2 separate regions of the Sus scrofa genome follow, and region 1 is linked to region 2. The links are chromatin contacts, called in public Hi-C maps. All regions are on one chromosome and are shown on one strand. Each heading gives the region's core, a stretch centred on a gene start, on an enhancer-like site or on the middle of the called end of the contact. The rest is flanking DNA. Distances are from core to core; before and after follow the strand shown.

The links. Hi-C and Micro-C count contacts between places; a contact is called where the count stands out from the background.
Region 1: a contact with region 2 is called in a Hi-C map of liver, with 4 times the contacts expected there. The contact joins two enhancer-like sites. A contact is called at or near these places in 15 of 47 Hi-C or Micro-C datasets (adipose tissue, alveolar macrophages, embryonic fibroblasts and 9 more) and 2 of 2 datasets of contacts at active chromatin or transcription factors (alveolar macrophages and skeletal muscle).

The regions. Positions count from the first base shown.
Region 1 is chr1:147,659,128-147,663,858 of Sscrofa11.1, reverse strand. The region is part of intron 2 of MBP (myelin basic protein); the gene reads right to left. Among named protein-coding and RNA genes, the nearest start is that of MBP, 12 kb to the right of the region's middle. Within about 2 kb of position 2,243, at least 23 of the 83 cell types and tissues checked have an H3K27ac peak or open chromatin away from gene starts, as enhancers often do. A contact at or near this core is called in adipose tissue, alveolar macrophages, liver and 3 more, where this site is marked.
Region 2 is chr1:147,567,593-147,571,948 of Sscrofa11.1, reverse strand. No RefSeq gene overlaps it. Among named protein-coding and RNA genes, the nearest start is that of MBP, 80 kb to the left of the region's middle. Within about 2 kb of position 2,383, at least 52 of the 83 cell types and tissues checked have an H3K27ac peak or open chromatin away from gene starts, as enhancers often do. A contact at or near this core is called in adipose tissue, alveolar macrophages, liver and 3 more, where this site is marked.

The DNA of each region.
Region 1 (4,731 bases), core at 994-3,493, 92 kb before region 2:
ACAAAGGAGCAAAGAAAGTGATTCAACTTGCTTTGAAAACACAGGGCGGACACATTGTTATTCTCACCCTGATCCTAGACCAGAAATGTTGCTCAGTGTGTCCACTGGTGGATTTGACATGGATGAGTAGGGAGGCTCTGAACCTGAAACTCGCAGCCGCTGGAGAGACCATGGGCCACCCACGTGATAGAAGGGAAGGAGAGGCATGGACTTAAGAAGCTGTTTCTCTCTTTTGGAGATTGCAGACTTACTTCCCGTTGAGTTGTGAAGGTGTGATGTCCTAGAAGTCACAATGTGCTCAGATGAAAGAAGATAGTATTAAAACGTCTGTAGGTGGCGTCAGGTAGAGATGTCAATACCTGGAGAACAGGGAAAGCTGCAGAGCTGCTCTTCACTAGAAAATGAGCTTCGATTTCTCTTGAAAACAACAATAGTTGGAAAGGACAAAAGCAAGGCTAGTTAGAGAGGAGATTTTTCAGTTTCTCTGTTCCTTTGAAGGATGTGGTTCCATGTAATTAAGACAGAGGAATGGGGGAAGCCAGTCTGCTCCCCCTTTTAGTGGAAGAGGTTTTCCTCAACCCAGGCACATTGTACCCGCTAAAATGTTCCCTTTTGTTCATGTGATTAAAAGCCCCCAACCACCAGCCCACCAGCCTTCCCACAAGCACATGCATCTCCAATACTTAATTCTCCAGTTTGCAGGTTTGACACCACAGAACTGTGCACACATCCACAAAGCGCCTTCATTAGATGGTTTTCCCAGCGGTCTAGAGAGAGGTGGAGTAAAGCAATTTGCATTTTTCCTCCCCCACGTGCCCTGCCCCGCCCCCTGAGAAATCTTTGATTTTGTGGGATTCTCAGGAAAGTTGGATCCAGGCAGCTAAGCGGTTCATCCCTTTAACCTATTTGGTTAAAGACTGTAAAACGGTCTCCCTTTTACTGAATTGCCGGTGATAAGGTACCCTCAACAGAGTAAGACCTGGATCAGGAAAATGGTTTTTTTCTTGTGAAAGTGGTTATAAAACTAAATGGGCTTCTATATTGTTTTCTTGGTATTTAAGAATGATGAAACGCAGTTCACTAGGAAACGGATAGACGTTTTCTGCCCTTTTCCCCTTGCTTCACGCTTCTTTCATGGCTTATAAAGATCCTTTCCATCCTTAGAAATCTTGTGGAAGTGATTTGGCCTCCTGATGGGCTTCCTGACAGAGGCAGTAGCAGAGCTTGTGCTGAAGAGCCAGGCTTTGGAAAGAAAGGTTGGGAGCTTTCCTCCCCACCTTGGTGGCAACTCTGGCCCAGGTACTGAACTAGATGCCAATAAAATTAATGTTACGGACTACAACAGGTGTCCCAGATGTCACCAGCTTGCAGCAGAAGTGGTACGCCTGGCTGGAAACTGTCGGAGCTATGCTGCTTCTCCCTTGCAGAGCTGGTGCTGATAACACGGCGTGCGACCCCCAACCTCTGGCCATTCCCAGAAATCGCTGGACGAGGAGATTCTCTTGGGTCTTTTGGCCACGCTCCTAGGTTTGCTTATTTGTTTTTCAGAGGAAGTAGTTGCTCTGTTTCTGGTCAAACAGCTTCTAATGTGCCTTGGGAGTTAATGCTAGAGTTTTTCTGGCAAGGTCCCGGCATTTGGATTTCACAATCTGGAGAGAACTGCCTTGTGTCTGAATGGTATATGCAATCTGCTCTGTGTTTTTGCCCTTGGCAAGTCGAAGACTATGTTTGCTTCTGAATCATTGACTCGAATGATTTTAATTAAAGCCCGAGGCCTTTCCCTTCTTTAGAGAAAGCTGTGCAATGTCAGCAGCAGGATTTTCTCAATCACGGGAGCGATTCGCAGGCAGACCTTTGACTTGGGTGGAGATTTTAGGTGACCTGGTGACTGTTCTCGCAATGCATTTCTTCTCAGCTACCGGAAATGGAGAAGGCTGGTGGGCATAGTGGTGGCTGGCGGGGCAGCCTGTGTGTCAGGGCTGTTTCTGGTGCTCGTTTCAGCCTGGACAGGTTTTCAAGTTGGAGAGTTTCCTCCCTGAGCAAATTGTCCAGCTGAAGGCTGTGGGCGGCCAGGGGCAGGTTGGCTTCTGCTTTCCTTTGCCATGTTTCATCTGAAACGAGGAGACCCAGGATCCCGGCCTTCTCAGACAAATGGGTTTGATGCCCTCGGCTTGGTGTCAGAGGCCTCCTGGCAAGGACCAACTGCAATCTCCTGGGATGCAGGCATGAGATCACCCCGGGCACAGGAAGACAGGAAGTCAGTGTCACATGTCACAGCCCTTGGGTCTGCTCCTTCAGTGAACACTGAAGGAAGGCTGTGTGTTTTTCGAAGGGGCTTGAACTCCCGATGGGGGGGCCTCTGAGGCCTGGTAGTGAGGCCGGAGCTGGAAGCTTCTGTCAGGGTGGTGAGGATGCCTTTTCCTCTTGGCAGCCCGCCCTCCGGCTGATGCACCCGCCCAGGCCAACCTGCCCAGTGGCCTCTGTGAAGATCCATCCACAATTTCCATGGCCAGGCAGCCCTCACTTGTCTGAGGCAACCCCTCCTTCCTTGGCCTGGGAAGCCTGGGAGAGCTCACAAAGACACACAGGCACATCTTTACTGCAGAAAGGGCTTACCTCTGTTTCCCAAGCTCAGGGCTGGTGCCGAGAGCGAGGCTCTTGAATGTGGGTCTGGAAGTTTCTGTCTATCACCTTCTGCAATGGCGGGAGGCAGGGTTGGATGTTGGCCTTAACCTCTCCACTTCTTTCCTGGCTCCCAGGCACCCATTTTTAAAGACCTCAATGTGTCCAAAGTATGTGAAAGACTTCCCAGCAAGAAAATCAAGCTAAGACCTCAACAGAGGTGCAAAGCAAACAACACCCAGGACGACTTTGCTGTCTTGGAGTTCCATGTCTCCTTGTGCAGGATGACGGTGCATAGTTAAGGGATGCACAGTCAGGAATATCTGTTTTGGAAGGAAAAGCCAAGCAGCCACAGGCTTTCCAGCAAGTGAAGGCTGAGGGCCTCGTGCTGCTGCCATGGGAAGCAGCCCTTCTGCCGGCAGAATAGAACACCGGCCTGGCCCCAGGGGAGGCCAGAACTTGATCTGTTCTGTGTCCCCACAGCTAGACCTCCAGGGCCCATCAGGATCACCCAGTTCTGGCCACAGCCATATACTTGGAAATCAGAAGGACATGGATGCAGAAAACCTGACGATGAAGCAGGAAGAAAGCCTCTGGAAGCTGCCCCCCGACCCTTGTGTGAGGGATTCCTGGGGGCTGGGGCTGTGCTTCTCATGAGCAGAACAAGATCCTACAGCCTGAGGCATGAGGGTCACCCCAGCACGTCGGCCATCTGCACGGTTACGAAAGTTCCTGAGATTTGAAGAAAAGGCCAGTGGAGACACATGCAGTCAGACTCTGACACTTGTACTTTCTGGCCAAGAAACAGGCCAGAGAGCAGAAACCCTCAGTCCCAAGGCCGCAGCTACGGGCAGGATGTGGCCTCCCAGGGCCTGTGCTCTGCGGCTCCTGGGCTCTGTGGGAGGTGGGCTTGAGGCGCCCTGCTGGCCAGGGCTGGGGCTCTGCCTCCTGGTTCTCTTCAGCACCATGGGCCCTGGGGCCTCAGCCAGACAAAGGGTTCCTTTAGCTGTTGCTGTGGCTTTGCAGGAAGGAAGGAGGCTCAGAGCAGATACAGGGCGCTGAGCGGCAGAATCAGATCCACATTTGTTTCCATTCTTACTCGGTGCTTTTCTAGGAGCTGAGGCTCTGACTTGGTAACCTTCCAGTGCCCTGGGAATGCTGGTTGGTGGCGGGTTCAGAGCAGGGAGGACAGCTCCGGGCAAGCCTCTGGGTGCACCGTGCAGCCAGGTGGCTGGACAGGGTCCTCTCCAGGCTGCCAGGACCACTCCTGGGCAGGGGCTGCAAGGTGCCGGCAGAGGGGCTTTAAAGGAATCCGGTACGGGAACTGATGGGAACGGCATCAGGGGCTTTTCCCCTGCCATTCTCCCTGAATCTCCAGGCCCCGGCGTGCAGGTGCGGGGTCTTGGGTACCTGGGCAAAGCATTTGCTCCCTGGCTCTGGATGCCTTTCCAGCCCCTTCCATTCGCAGGCACCACGTGCTCTGGGTGATGGCCGTTTCCAGAGGCCCAGCCGTGCAGAGCCAATGGAGACAGCTCTGTCTGTCTTCCCACGGAGCTGCCATCTCTGTTTATTTTGCTCTTGGTTTCTCCCTTGGAACTCAAGCTGCTCCAACTTGCTTTGAGTCCTCAGATACAATTTCATTTGTGTACTTGGGCTCCCCTCTGCCTGATCCCACAGTCTTGTAACAGCCCTCGAAGTCAATCCTGCATCAGAACTAAGAAGGGCCTGGAATCAGGATTCCTTGCAGGGAGCCAGGTTCTGAAGAGCCACCCCAGTGCTGAGCCTGTTTGTTCTGTGGCCTGTTACCTGGACTCATGGCGGGGGGCTTTCTCCTCCTTTCATGGTGTGTTTATGCAAAGACACAGACAGAAGGAGGAGGAGGGTCCAAGAAGGTCCAGGAGCAGCATGCTGGCCTGGCACTGCTCCTCGACTTTGAGTTTCCACACCCAGGGAAGGAAGGTGGAGGTTTTAGGTCCTGAGTTACTCGGCCCAACCCCACCATCCCCAGCCCTGAGTCAGTTGTTTAGCCGTGGCCTCACCCAGTGGCTCTGTCTCCTCCACATGCCTATTTCAAGGGGCCTTTGCTGCAGGACCTCTGTAGGATGGGTG
Region 2 (4,356 bases), core at 1,134-3,633:
TAGGCACTCAGACCAGGCTCTCTTTGGAGGCTACACTTAGGAGTGAAACAATGAGGTCATAGGGAATATCCATCTTCAGCTTTTATGGCTTATTCTCTAAGGTGTCTGGTCCTGTTTGCATTCTACTCATGATCAAGTGAGTTCTCACTTCTCTAAATCTTCCCCAACCCTCAATATAGTCAGAACTTAATTTTTTTCACCAGCACGAGGGATATGAACAATTATCTCATCGATGTTGTGATTTTCAATTTCCTGAGAACTAGTGGGTTAAGCATCTTTTCATGTCTTACTAGACCAGCCTAGTCACTCACATCTTTTTCTTCTAGGTGGTTTGTTGTGTTTTGCTGAATTTGAGAATGTTTTATACATCCCAGATACCTCACCTAAGTCTGTTTACCTTCATTCTCTAGGCATCCATCTATTTTTTTTTTTTAAATAACAGAGCTTCACATTTACTCTGGTATTCACAGAGTCCAGATGTATAGTTATGAATTTTTAAATTATTGACATGAGGGTGGTTCTGCCTTTGGACAAGGCCTCAGCTCACACCTGAGAGCTCCAGCCTCCTACCTGGGCAGCCTCTCCAGCCCTAATTCCTCACGATCCATCTCTCATGTGTATCTCCCACTGGCTCTGTCTCTCTGGCTAAAGCCTGGTGGCTGCATGTTAAGGTAGAGACTGGAAACCTGCTCATCCAGCCTCTCTGCTCAGCAGGACCATCAGGGTCTCTGCTGACAATTACTGTGCATTAAATCCAGCTCCTAGGGCCCCCAACTCAGGCTGATTTAAGCTTCCTTCCGTGGCTCCAAGGGACCAATAGAAGTGTCCTCCTTTATGTAGTGCTTAATGACTACTTACTAAAAATCGTACCAAGGAATTAGGAAACTGACTCTCCTTACTGACAACTTCACTGAGGAAGTTAGGACAGGGTGACTAAAAGAGATGTGACAGTCCAATCATCCTGTAGAGGAAGCATATTTTGTTGGGTGTGGCCACTCAGGAGCAGTGGAATTTTAAAGAGACAGAAACCAAAGGCAGCTCTGTGAGGTTTGCAAGGTGTCCTGTCAGTCTGCAGGGCAGCAAAGAGGGGCTGGTGGCAGGATCCTGGAACTTAATCCTGTAGGCACCTGTGAGTCTCTGTGCCTTGGTTTCCTAGTCAGTGAAAATGAGAGTAGGAGTTCCCTGGTGACTTAGCTGCTTAGGACTTGGCATTGTCACTGATGCGGCATGGGTTCAATCCCTGGCCCAAGAACTTCCACATGCCATGGGCATTGCCCCCCCAAATGAAGATAATAATAGGGTAGTTATATCAAAGGAGGGTATCCCCTGGCATCAGGACGATTCATCAGGTGAAATAGCATTTTCAGAAGACAGCTGGCAATTTGTAAGTGGTCAAAAATGCTACCTGGGTACAGAAATGGTTGTCAATTTTTTAAAGAACCTAGAAAACTAAAAGTTCAACATACCTCCAATTAGCATTTAGAAATTCAGAAGGAAATAGAAAAAAATCACCAAAAAGACTGGTCTCTACTCTTTTCCACCTTCAGCAAGTGCCTTTCATCAGGGCACATGGTCGAGGCCATCCCCCACCAAAGCTAGGCTGAAGTGATTCCATGTCAATCACAGATCAAATAACTTTTCTAAATGCTCTTCTCTTTGGACAGAAATACGATACTTTAGAAAGATTTTTAAGGTGCATTTGAACCAAACAGTTTTTGTTCAACCCTGGTTAATAAAGGTACTCAGTTAAATCCTAGGGAGTTACTGTTAACCGACATTTTATGGCAATTTTTAACTGGATTTCCTCCCTTCAGGTTTTGATCTATCCCACTTAAAAAAAAATTCAGCTACCGACGAGCACCCGTGGCCTGGGAGGAACGCCGCGGGTTCATAAGGCTTCTGCCCCTTGCAGGTCATTTGGCCCATCCTTTCCTGAAGATCTGCTTTGACTCCTGCTGGCTCCACACCTGGGTCCCCATGTCCCAGGAGGCCCTCAGCACTCTCATGTGGCCTACCAGGGAGCAGAGGTACAGGCCTGAGCCCAATATAGGGAGGTCCCTAACTTGCAGGCCACTCTGTAAAACATCCCCCTGACCTCGGTGGGCTAAAAATCTTCTCCAAAAGCCATAGGTCTTAAATAGGATGCATCCTAAAATCCCCTTCCTAGGAAAAACTCTCTTTCTAGGCCAGGTGTTCATGTCCATGTCAGAACAGCCAGCGCCCCCCCGCCACCATGTTTATACCCCTCCCAACACATCCCAGCTGCTGCACGTGCCCTCCACGGAGGCAGAGAAAAACTGCACACATGCTGTTGATTCTCACATTGCCGCAATTGGAAAACAGAGGATGGGGAACCGAAACACGCCTATTTCCTGCCGGAGTCCCACTGAGTCCCAAAGAAACTGAAAGGGTTTCCCAAATCTCACTCCGCCTTCCAAACGGGAGAGAGAGAGTAGCCCCTAAGAGAAAGCAGCTGGTGTCACCGGTATCCCGCAGGACCTAGAATCACCTAGGCGTCAGTAGAACCTTGCAGCACACACAGCACCCTCAGAGCCAGCTCACCCAGCGACGGGCCCAGAGGGGCTTCACGCGGGACAGGGGGACCGCGCCGCGCGCAGGTGCGCGCAGGTGCGCGCAGGTGGGGTACCGGCCGGCGCAGGTGGGCTCAGGCAGCTCAGCCAGGCCAGGCCTCCCGAAGGCGGAAGCAAGGCGAGTTGCCTGTCACCGCCCTCCACGCTCAAAGGGAAACTGGTTTTCGTCTGGAAACGGCGGGAGGGTGAGGTCGTCTGCCCGGCTCCAGGTGTGTCTTTAAGAAGCACTTTAAGCCTGTGGGGATCCCCCGCCTGCTCGAAAGCTCGCCACCAGCACCCATCCCCGCAACGCCCAGGGCGGCCTCTTTGACCTTCGTCACCTCCCTCCGAAACTCCACCCCCACCCCCTCCCACACTCTTGAGACCCCAGCCACGGGAGCCCACATCTGGACACTCATCCGGGACAGCCCCGCTGCTCTGGAGCGCGTCTACACCCGCACCCACCCCCCGCCCCGGCGGCCCCTGGGCTGCCACCTGCCGCCACCTGCGCCGCCGCCCAGGGGAACTCCGGGCCCGGGTCCCCGCTCCGAGGGCGCTGATAAAGGCGCTTGCCCACCCAAGAGTCACCCACCGCGCTAAGCTTGGTGCTCCTAGGCCGAGGGCGCCGCGGGATCCAGGCCGCCTTCCCGCCGCCCCGGCCCCAGGCGCCAGGAGCGCGGGGTCCCAGGGCTCCGCCTTCCGGGTCAGGGACGCGGGCCGCCGGGGCCAAAGGCTCGTCCTCGCTGGCGCGCTGCAGAGGCGACTGACGGCGGCTGCTCGGGGGCCGAGCGCCCCGCCTCCCTCCCCCGCCTCCCGGGCTGCCTGCGAGCCAGGTAAACACGCCGCCCCGGGCCCAGCCGCCCACCTGCCGCCCGCTGGCCAGGTCCACGTCCCGACGCCTCCGCCACGAGGGCTCCGGGCACACGCGGGAGGCGGGCTCGGAGTTTGCCCGGGACTGAACTCGGGCTCTTTGCGCCTCCGCGCGTGGCGGAGCCTACGAACCACCCCGCCCGACCGTGCTGGGAGGGACTGCGGTAGTTTAGGCTCCACGCCCCATACCACGGCCGCCGTGGCCGCTGGCCAGAATCTACTTCCCCGCCTCGGGGTGCAGGGCACTCCGCAAAACCTGGCCCCTTGGGAACACCAGGGTGGCGTTGGTGCAGCACCGCTCACAGGTAGGGTTCCTCTGGAGAGCGCATGCTTCCCGAAGGAGGCTGGCGAGGAGGGCTCAAAGTAGACCAGAAAACGCACAGAAGGAGCGGGCGAACCTGGGTCCTGCGGCCTGAATGATCTCTCCCTCGGCTTGGGGTCGGTGTCATCCTCTTGGTCCAAGGGATCCTGGTGTTGGACATTAGTCACCTACACAGAGTCGTTTCCCCCTGGACTTTCGGCCTCATCCTGATGGTGGAAAAGTAGGAGGTGGAGGGAGAGACGCGACCACCAATTTAGATTCGGGGTCAGGGGATTGAATCTGAGCTTTCCAAGGAGCCCCTGGGAATCCACACTGTTCATTGGGGGAGGGGGAGTCTGGTGCCCTTGAGACCCAGCCTTGTCCCCTGGGCCGGCTTTAGGGGCCAGTAGAGCCACCTCCCAGTGTGGTTTCAGGGCTGACACCCTCACAGACCCCAGGGGGTTTATCGTTCAAGTTCAGGTGCTGGAGATTCAAGAGAAGTGTGTCCACCTCACTTCACTGTCACATCACTATTTGATCCTTTCCTCTAAGAAGATTGGCCTGGGGGGTTCTGGAGTTGGAGGTGGGGGGTCAGGAGGGAGGATGGCTGCTGAA